Linked DNA regions of Macaca mulatta: region 1 is linked to region 2. Evidence: chromatin contacts called from public Hi-C data. All regions are on one chromosome and are shown on one strand. The core of a region is the stretch at or near the end of the contact, and the rest is flanking DNA. Distances in the headings are between cores, read along the strand shown. Region 1 overlaps OSTN (osteocrin). Region 2 overlaps CCDC50 (coiled-coil domain containing 50).

Region 1 (5,073 bases), core at 110-2,609, 150 kb before region 2:
CCCAGCACTTTGGGAGGCTGAGGCAGGCAGATTGCCTAAGGTTGGGAGTTCAAGACCAGCCTGACCAGCAAAGTGAAACCCCATCTCTACTAAAAATATAGAAGTTAGCCGGATGTTGGTAGCATGCACCTGTAATCCCAGCTCCTTGGGAAGCTGAGGCAGGAGAATCGCTTGAACCCGGGAGGCAGAGGTTGCAGTGAGCCAAGATCGCACCACTGTACTCCAGCCTGGGCAACAGAGTGAGATGTCATCCCGAAAAAAAAAAAAAAAAGAAAAGAAAAGTAGTGACTTTTTTTCAGGAGCATACCTCCCTGGAAGAGGTCATGCAAGGAATGGCCAGGAGAAAAGTATCCTGACCTGTCTCCAGCTCTTCCTCTGTTCTCTCTTCCCCAAATTATCTATTGCTTGATCCACACCAAAGCCAGAGGGCACAGGAACATTTACGTGTTCCAAAAAGCTCAGCCTTCTAGGACTAAAAGTAGGGTGAGAAAAGGCAGCGTATATCTGAGAGCAGAGGGAAGACAGCCAGCAAAATTCTACACATTCTGGAGATTTAGGTCAAGAAACACTTTGCTCCAGAATATTGTTATTATATCGCCTAATTGAAAGAGAAAAACTCCATAGGTCATAATCAGAGAAAACAGTTTTTCCTCCCATCCCCTGCATTCCAACCCACTCAGGGGGAGTTGTTGTTCACTACCCCTTGAATAAACCAAAAGGCAGGTATTAATGGCTCTACTGGTCACATCGAAATAATAAGAATCCCTCTGGTTACTTGTACTAGAAAAATAACCATATAACAGTCATTCAAATAACCATTCTTATATGTGACCTCAAACTATGAATATTAATAAAGCTTCTCTTTCCCCTAGCTTGGACCGACCCCATTCATCCTGGAAGGCTTCAGTGGGAAGGAGCTTGTGTCCATTTTATATTCACACTCTCCCTTACCACAGTAGGCTGCCTTTTGTCTCCTCCAGAACTGGGGGTGGAGATGCATGCAGAGAAGTAAAACAAAGTCTTACTTGACTTAATATGATGACCTGTCTTTGTGCTCTCACGACTTTGCTGAACGCTCAAAGCTGACTCATTGTGGAATGTTTCTGGGAGTCACATAAACCCTAGTGTGAACAGTAACATAGACGTTCTTACCTCCAAGAATACTCTTCTTCTGCCAAGTCTGTTATGCCCCTCATCCTCATCCTATTCTCCCGTCTCCTGCATTTGACACCACCATCAGCATCCTGCTGGGTTTGCTTCACCTGTCAGCCCTGGCAGAAAGCCCTTGGGGCAAGGTCCCTTCTATAATTGACCCAGGCTCACTCTCTCCACATGCTCTACATCTGCCCACAGAAAACCCACATCCTTGACTCTGGTTACTGAAAGTGAAGCTGTTCTTGGTGCAGTCATCTCTTCAGCCTGGTATCAAGCCAGTTCTCACAGTTTCTTGCCCTTTAGATTTCATAGACACTATTTGATTAGGTTCACCATGCTTCGATGGGCATATTTTAAACTTGAAGTGTTTTTCTTAAAGCCCTTTCCCCATAAGAAGGAAGAGGGGAAATGCCATTGTTTTTCAATAACTTGCTCCCAAGAAATTCTCCTTTCGCGAGCTATTCAGTAGGAATCCCTTTATTGGATTGAAGTTGGAAAAAATTAGTTTGTAACAACCTCCTCTGGAAATACTGCATAAGTCTAGCACCTCACTTTGGAATGCAAAATGAAATACTTCCCACATACTTTCTCTCTCCCTTTCTCTCTCTTTTTTATTCAGCCTTTTAAAGCCACAGCAAAAAACTGAGAAAGCATCCCATTTTAGTATTCTGGCACACTGCTTTTTAAAAATCTCTATCACACACTAAGAAGGAGGTATTGTTACCAGAAAGTGGTCCCAAACCAGACCCCAAGAGAGGGCCCTTGGATCTCACACAAGAAAGAATTTGAGGCGAGTCCACAGAGTAAAGTGAAAGCAATTTTATTACAGAAATAAAGAAACAAAAAAATGGCTACTCCATAGACAGAGTAGGGCCCAAAAGCAAGAGAAGGAATGTGTCCACTTTAGATATAATGCTTGTTTACATATAAGATAACAAAGCAAAAAAGAAGAAAAAATCTTTGGGGAGATGTGCACTACTACAAGGGCTTGTGACAAAGGACTGTTAATGTTTGTGTAACTACTGTCTTCCACAATAATTTATATTATTATATTTAAAGTGAAACTTATTTTTAAACTAAGAATGCTTTTGTTCTTACGATATCGTAACATCAGGACATTTCCTGGGCCTACTAAGTCCTGGATTTCTTCCATCAACATCATTAACATGTTTTCTTAACTGTAAACATCCTCTGACTAAAATGCCTAACCTTCTGGGAATGCTGTCCAGCAAGTCTTAGCCTCATTTTACCCAGCCCCTATTCAAGATGGAGTCTCTTTGGTTCAAATGCCTCTGACATTAGGATCCACATTTTATTATGTTTTCAGAGAGACAAAATGATTTCCCTGAGATTATGTTGACATAAATTACATGCCAGATTGTTTAACTCCAAGGCCATGACTTTCCACTTAATTTCTTTGCAGAAAGTAGCTTTCTACAAAGCTACTAGAGCGAGCAGGAGGGAAAAATGGCAGCGAGGGCAGGCAGTGAGGCAGATGCTTACATTCTTGTGAGGCTCTGATTAGCCTAAGTAAATCTAGGTTTTACATGTGAAATGAGGAAGTAGAGGGAAAAGTCAATTATGTGTTGCCTCAAGCGACTTTCTACAAAGAAATTAAAGTTCTGTGTGAATAAGGTATTTGTCAAAGGCCAGGAACAGTAAGATTCACTTAGAATATATGCATTAAAGGAATACTTGTAGAATTATTGTATCCATGATATATGGATTTCTATCCTACCGGGACTGCAGCTATCTCAATTCTTGCCTCCTCAGAAGAAAGACTTTGACTGAGGGGCATAAAGCAGAAGAAGAGACCTAGGCAAGTTTTAGAGTGGGGGTGGAAGTTTATTAAAAAGATTTAGAGCAGGAATGAAAAGTAAGGTACACTTGGAAGAAGGCCAAGCAGACATCTTCCAGTTTGACCTTGGCCTTAGGGTTTTATATGCTGACCTACTTCCGGCATCTGGCGTTGCTCTTTCGGTGGAATGCCCCTAGGTCATGTACCAGTTAAACACCACCATTTAACCTCTTAAAGCACATGCTTGAGCCCAGTCACCCAACTCCTGAGATCTTATCAGGAAGCTGCTGATCACCAGTTTCAGATAGTTCTGATCTATACGGAAACTGCCTTTCTCTGTACTGGCTGTGACCAATTATTGCTTTAGAGAGACCGTGTGACAAATGCCTGACCATCACCTATGGTTAACTGGCTTTCCTGGTGAGGTGTGAGGCCCTCTTCTGCTCCGTTCCTGTTCATGCCCCAGTACAGCTCTATGCACTGTAACGATAGGTTCAGGCTAAAGTTGAGACTAGCAATGCCAGATTCAATTTGTCAGATATGATTGCCCTTCTTGACAAAAATCCCAAAGATTACGGTAAAAATTCTAACATTTTCTTTTCTTTCTAATTTGTTGTGAAGAAATGCCACAGAACTAGGCCAATCGTGGCATCTCAAGGTTTATGCTTTTCTTTTTTAGCTCTTATTTGGTCATCTCCAGAGGACGTAGTTGAAAACGAGCTCCATTTCAGGTGTGAGAAACAGAAAAGGGATTCAGTATTAATCGAAATGTGACTAAGGCATTTCTCAATCAATAGTCGTGTATTTGGCCAAAGTTGAAGATACTCGTGGGAAAAAAATCCAAGTCACAGGAGCACCTGTGACCTGTGTTTTTTCCAAAGGGTGTTTTCAAGGGGAAAGAGCATACAGGAGGGGGAAAAAGGCAGGAAGGGCAGGCAGTGAGGCAGATGCTTCCATTCTTGTGGGGCTCTGATTAGCCTCAGTAAATCTATATTTTACATATGACAAGAGCAAGTAGAGGGAAAAGTCAATTATGCATTCTCTCATGCTCAGTAAATCTACAGTTTACATATGATAAAGTAAACATGTGAAAAGAGGGAATAGAGGAAATTGGGCTGTGATATGGGGTTGTGGAATTATAGCTCAGTTTAGAAACAAAAGGAAGGCAGTAGTATTGACTCAGTTCCCTAACTTAACTTTCCCTTTGGCATAGTGATTTGAGAAGATTCCATGTTCTTTCACAAGAGTGTGCTGCCCATTTAAGCGCTGCCTTCTTACACAATGGAAAATGCCTTTGAGCATAATGATCTCGGGCCATTGTCGCCAGTGACTGTTCCTTACTGCATGCCTCTTCTCCGCTCAGCTCAAGAACACAGGATGAGACAGTCCTGTTACCTTTTCTCCCAACCCAACTTATGTATGAAGCTTTAAAACTTTCTCCCAAAGGGATAATACTCGATTATTCCATATATAGGCTTTGCAATGTATTACACACCCTAACCCCCAAAAGAGCATTCGACAGGATATTTTTTGTATTAAATCCATTCGCCGAACAGAAGTTTTAGAGGTTTTAAAAGTTTCATTAGCTCCTCAAGGTTCATGAGCCAAGCAAATGGAGACCCTCTCTGCTTTATATGATAAATTCCATATTTCCGGTGGAGGGTGTCCAGGTTCTCGGCGTCTTGAACAAAGAATTAAACAAAACACACAAACAAAGCAAGGAAAGGATGACACAAGGAAAGAATGAAGTGACAAATGCAGAAATTTATTGAAAATGAAAGTACACTCCACAGGGTGGGAGCGGGGCTCAAGGGCCCCGTTATAGAATTTTGAGGAGTTTTACATACCCTCTAGAGGATTCCATTGGTTACTTGGTGTACGCCCTATGTAAATGAAGGGATGAAATAAAGTTACAAAGTCACATACTGGGCACACCCTATGGAGAGGATATTTTCTGTCATAGCTGAAGTGTGCATTGGGCTTATGTTCCCTGCCTCCAGACCCTATTTTCCTGCCTCATCTACAGCCATTTCCAAATTAAGCATGCCAATACAGTCACTTAAATCTCATTATGTGATTCCAGTACTCATGGTTTCTTTCTGAATGCCTGTCCATGTGGC
Region 2 (5,812 bases), core at 1,668-4,167:
GATTTGGATTACACTCATTTTACAAACCAGCAGAGTTCCACACGGCATTTCTCAAAATCAGAGTCCTCTCATAAAGGTAAGAAGAGTGTGTATGGTCAAGTTTAGGATCTTTTTTTAAAAAACTATAAGCCTCATGTTGTAGTGGAAAAATCAAATTCTGTGTTCCACTAGAGTGCAAAAATAAGTTACTCTCTCAGCACATTGCTGTAGCACTCCTCATTTATTAAAACAGTAACAAGACAAAAAACAGAAAACAGAACACTCTAAATTGTATGTAAGATATTCTGTTTATTTACATTTTCCTCTAGAAGCTTTCATCAGATTCACTTGTTTTTTGAGACAAGAGTCTCACTCTGTCCCCGACGCTGGAACGCAGTGGCATGGTCTCAGCTCACTGCAGCCTCCACCACCTGGGTTCAAGTCATCCTTCCATCTCAGCCTCCCAGGGAGCTGGGATTACAGGCGTGTGCCACCATGCTCGGCTAATTTCTGTTTTTTTTTTTTTTTTTTTTTTTGTAGAGATGAGGTTTTACCATGTCACCCCAGACTAGACTCAAGTAATCCCTCTGCCTCGGCCTCCCAAAGTGCTGGGATTACAGGCATGAGCCACCGCACCCAGCTCTTTCATCAGATTCTTAAAGGGTGATGGTGACCTCCATTTAGATCTGCAGGACTGCATTTTCTAGAGTGGCTCTTGTTTCCTATCTGCCCATGACTCTTATTAATTAGATTTAAAATATGCATGCACAACTCCCACGTAACTTTTATGCAAAAGAAAAATGGAACAAAGCATAAAGAAAAAATAGGGATATCTAAACTGGATGAAACCTTTAAAATGTGTTACCAGAAAGGGGTCCCGGTTCAGATTCCAAGAGAAGGTTCTTGGATCTCGTGTAAGAAAGAGTTCTAGGGGAATCCATAGAGTAAACTGGTAGAAGCAAGTTTATTAAGAAAGTAAAGGAATAAAGAATGGCTGCTCCATAGGCAGAGCAGCAGTGTGGGCTGCTGGTTGCCCATTTTTATGGTTATTTGATTATATGCTGATTAATACAAGGGGTGTATTATTCAGGAGTTTTCTGGGAAAGGGGTGGGCAAATCCTGGAACTGAGGGTTCCTTCCCTTTATAGACCTTATAGGGTAACTTCTGATGTTCCCATGGCATCTGTAACCTGTCATGGCTCTGGTGGGAGTGTCTTTTAGCATGCTAATGCATTATAGTTAGCATATAATGAGCAGTGAGGACAACCAAAGTTCAAATTTGTCACCGTCTTGGTTTTGGCCAGCTTCTTTACCACAGCCTATTTTATCAGCAAAGTCTTTATTACCTGTGTCTTGTGCTGACCCCGTATCTCATCCTGTGACCTAGAATGTCTGACCTCCTAGGAATGCAGTCCAGCAGGTCTCAGCCTTATTTTATCCAGCCACTGTTAAAGATGGAGTTGCTCTGGTTCAGATGCCTCTGACAGACGAACAGTTGGGTTATATTTGCTCTTGCAAGGATCTGGGTTCACTTATGTACATATTTATGAGAGTTGTAAAATGAAATGCTGAAAGAGATAGTTTCTTATATTGATTTCCTCCTCTACAAAATGGAGGCAGTCTAAATGGAAAGCGTCAGAGTTGTCAGGATCATGAAAGATTACATATGTAAAAGAAGTTTGCAGAGTGCAGTAGACTTTGCAAATATATTAGATCTCATTAATTGATGCGTTTTTTGGTTAGGATTTTTGAAGACTTAGGTGATACTGTTATTATTCATTTCTAAGTCTAATAATAATGTCCCGAAATGTCTTTAAATTACATTTTCTGCTGTTATTTAAAAATACCATTGCAAAAATGACACTCTAGAATACTTAAATCAGAATCTCTGGACGGAGGTTGTCCAGCATTGGCATTTTTAAGAAAGCTTCCCTCCCCACCATTCTGACTTGCATCCCATACTGAGAAGAAGATAAAAGACATTATTTTAAAAATAAGGTTAGTTGGACATTATAAACATCTTCATCAAAACATCCCACCTCAGCTTCCATCAGTTGGTGGCATTTTCACTGTTCCCGATTTAACAAAGTAGCTCGTATTTTTCTTTCTCAAACTACATGTATCACCTTTTGAGGGGGACCTTACTGTCTTAGACATACATTTGATGCATAATACTAAACTAACACATTGATTCTGTATATACGTCACAATCAAGAATAAAGTACCATTTGAAATGTATAGAAATAAAGTTATTTTACTTGGGCAAGGAGAAAAAGCTGTCTGAGTTTCAAAGGTTTTTCCTTAATTGTGTTTCCTTTTTTCTTCCCCTCCCCAGGTTTTCATTACAAGCATTAAAAACCTAGGAATCTGCCTTGAAAATGGACTCACTATAGCAAATATTACTGGGTGATACAGAATGAATTCTACACTTATTTTTTTCTCCTGTGTTTGCATTCCTGGGATTTATCCTCAAGTGTATTTCTGACCATAAATAATTTTTAAATCATTTCAAATATTTTGGTTATTTGTAATCACTTGGGCAGTATAAGAAAATGTAGCTTCTGAATATTGGCCACCTCTATGCTGCATATATCTAAGAGCTCTGTAAACTGCCATTTTGTTAGGTATGGAATTTGGTATCTAGGGAGTAGGCTTTAATTAGCAATTCAAATTTTATGGAGATGAATGATTAAAGTAAAACAATGTTTGGATGCAACGCAGAATAAAAGAATATAGGAAATAGCTTTTTGTTGCATTAGTGTATGATATTTTGAAGGAGAGAGGCTTTGCTTTTTGTATTCTTTAGGAAAAGAAAATCACTACCATAAAGTATTTTCAAAAAAGAAACTCTTGAAGCAATTGAAATATGTTATTCTGACTAGATGGACTATAGAGGTTTTGCATATTCCTTCTCAGCCCTCCTGGGGAGATTGACCTAGATAGCATTCTTTAACAGTTACTCAGCTTTTGACTCAGTAGCAAGACTTTCCGAAGCCCCTGGGCAATGGACCATTTATTGGTATTTATTGACAAAAATTTAGTTCTCTGAAATTTTAACTCAGATATATGAAAATCTTTGTATTCCATCTCTTGTTTTTGATTTACTTGTAGAGCCAAGGAAATGGAATTGAAAGATGATTGCATAAGTAATGATGCCATCCTTCTCTGGCTGTAGACTGAGGTTTTTCTCTTGCTTAAAGTCATATCTGTATTTGTTGATAACCTCTCAATAATGTTGTGTTTACATACCAATAATTAGATTAATTCAACTTGAAGTTGAATTTGATAAAGTGGTTATTTACCCAAGTATTTTTTTTTTTTTTTTTTTTGAGGTGGAGTCTCACCCTGTCACCCAGGGTGGAGTGCAGTGGTGCAATCTTGACTCAGTGCAACCTCCACCTCCCGGGCTTGAGCAATTCCCCTGCCTCAGCCTCCAGAGTAGCTGAGATTACAGGTGTGTGCCATCACGCACAGCTAATTTTTGTATTTTTAGTAGAGAGGGGATTTCACCATGTTGGCCAAGCTGGTCTCAAACTCCTGACCTCAAGTGATCCACCTGCCTCGGCCTCCCAAGGCGCCGGGATTACAGGTATAAGCCACTGCATCCAGCCAGCCAAGTATTTGGTTTTAAACATTAGTATTCCTTTGTTCAAGGGATTGTATTTTGTACAAGACCTTCAAGCCCCTCTTCAAGAAATTGAGTCTTTGTGTAGCTGCTGACCTTACTGCCATATTTATTTTCCCATACTGCTTAGCTGACAAATGGCAATCAAGCTCACTTGTACTCCCTCTCTCTCTCTCCCCCACCTTCATATATAACTTGACTTGCTATTATTTTTCATTGTGTAAATCTGAAATTCTTGGCATTTCAATATGGCTTTTGTTCGGAAAGAAATATATAGGTCACTAGAGAAAAATGTTAATTTTTTTCCTACTGGAAATTGCCTTCTGTTTGCCTTATCTTTTCAGATAGTCTTTAAAGTTGGACAATATTCAAGCAGCTCATTTTGAGAAAGATTTGTAGTTTCATAAAGTTTGTGTATTACAGGAATTTAAGTAAAATCATCTGAATTAAGTGTTGGGCAAATGTTAATCAGAAAGATAATCTGCATCCCTTCGTTATATAGTTATTTTGGAGAAATGGAGGAAAAGGAAAATAACAGGACTTTTTATAGCTATGATAAAGAAAAACCTCCATTTAAATAAGGAAGTTGGAGACAAAATGGAAGGTCCTGGCCTTAAGTCAAATTCCAGATAGTGGTTTCAATATCCAAAGCTTAGGCCTTGTTTATTTATAGTAATGCTATATTTTTCTTTATCTGCCCTGTGATTTTGTTTCATGTCCTTCAAAGTTTTTTTATTGTAATTTTAAAGGAAAAAAAGTGTATTTTTATTTGATAACTAGGCAAAATCATTTGCCATTTTTTATTTCATAAATATTTATTTTTCTATCTCATACAATGATCAGTTTTACTTTAAAAATTCTGCATTTCTCTTGCCTCTCATGTACTTCATCCAGTTATTTATTATTGTAAAATGTTAACTGGAGGTACTTTATTCAAAAAAATTTCATACCACTTAACACTTCCCCGGAATGCTAGTGTTTCAGCTGTCTTAGTAAGTGACCAAAGGTGGTATTTCCCTTGTGATAGCTAATTCAACATCTTTATTGAAAATTTATTACTTTTTTTAAAGGTTTTTAAAAGATTACAATTTTAAAATATTTTATGTTTATTTTATTTTTGTGTAAAGCAAACACTTTTTAAATAATAGAGTAATTATTACCCTATGAATAAGGAGATAGAAATGCAGTTCAGTCAGTTAAATCCTCTTACTCATTCTCATTCAAATAATGTAATAATGTTTGAGACTATAGAAGCAACTCGTGTATTTTAATGAACTGCCAGACACTTTTCACTGTGTTCTCTGCTTTTTACTTGGTCATTTTTATATAAATGTGGAAGCAGTTTAATTTTTAGGCCCACAATGTATTATGCTTTAATGTTGTGATGTAAACTAATACTTCTGGCCTTGGAAAACCTTTCTATTTCTGTATCTTTGTCCTTTGGAGGCCAGGCCTCATTAACACCTGTATTGTTGAATAAGCACAATATGTTATGGAGCCTTATCATAAGGCTGCTTGACATAGACACCCACTCTCCTCCACATTTTATAAATCATTGTTTGGAAGTAAAGTTAGATAAGAGTCAAATTAAATGTTTTGACTTGAAAAATATTTGACTTTTGCGTTCAAACCACTATTAGACATACATATTTTATTAGACATAAGTATTTTATTTTGGGACTGGACAGTTGCTTTACATATATTTAAAGGAACATTGTGATTTTCAGAAAGTGGCTTTGCATACTATTGAATTGCTATTTCCCAAGTTACTTTACAACCACCAGCAGCATACCAATAAGTTACAAAAACAGAAAATGAAAATTAACCCTAGGTGTTCTGATGATAGAGAAATAGCTGAATTAGAAAAGAAAGATATGGATAGATGCTCTTAGGAGGAAAACCTTTTTAGAATGGCAATGACTGCTTGGATCTAGGTCAACAGATTCCAAAATATGTGACCTTGTGTTTGTGTTTACTGAACTCACTCTAGAAAATTCTGGACCCAATTCATTAACCCTCCTTTTCTTTAATGTGTACTGAAGCTGAGCTGGATGATGAGGGAATTCATTGCTGACTGTTGCTCATCACTTTCCCTCAAAGTCAGAACTTTTCAGTATAAAAATAATTAGCTTTTAACTGATTATTAATTTTCTTTAGTACTGTGAAAACTTGTCTGAAATTCGTGTTGTGCCAGATTGGAAATACCTA

What was found. A called contact is a pair of places that touch in the nucleus more often than the background predicts.
Region 1: a contact with region 2 is called in a Hi-C map of liver, with 5 times the contacts expected there. The contact joins two enhancer-like sites. A contact is called at or near these places in 3 of 14 Hi-C or Micro-C datasets (CD4 T cells, fibroblasts and liver).

What each region holds. Positions count from the first base shown.
Region 1 is chr2:7,444,672-7,449,744 of T2T-MMU8v2.0, reverse strand. All of the region lies in intron 3 of OSTN (osteocrin), which reads left to right. All of the region lies in intron 1 of LOC106997177 (a long non-coding RNA gene), which reads right to left. Among named protein-coding and RNA genes, the nearest start is that of OSTN, 33 kb to the left of the region's middle. Within about 2 kb of position 1,359, at least 2 of the 40 cell types and tissues checked have an H3K27ac peak or open chromatin away from gene starts, as enhancers often do.
Region 2 is chr2:7,293,301-7,299,112 of T2T-MMU8v2.0, reverse strand. It overlaps CCDC50 (coiled-coil domain containing 50), which reads left to right. Exons shown (of 12, transcript XM_077994129.1): 11 at 1-76; 12 at 2,315-5,812. The coding sequence ends at 2,334. Among named protein-coding and RNA genes, the nearest start is that of PYDC2, 72 kb to the right of the region's middle. Within about 2 kb of position 2,917, at least 1 of the 40 cell types and tissues checked has an H3K27ac peak or open chromatin away from gene starts, as enhancers often do.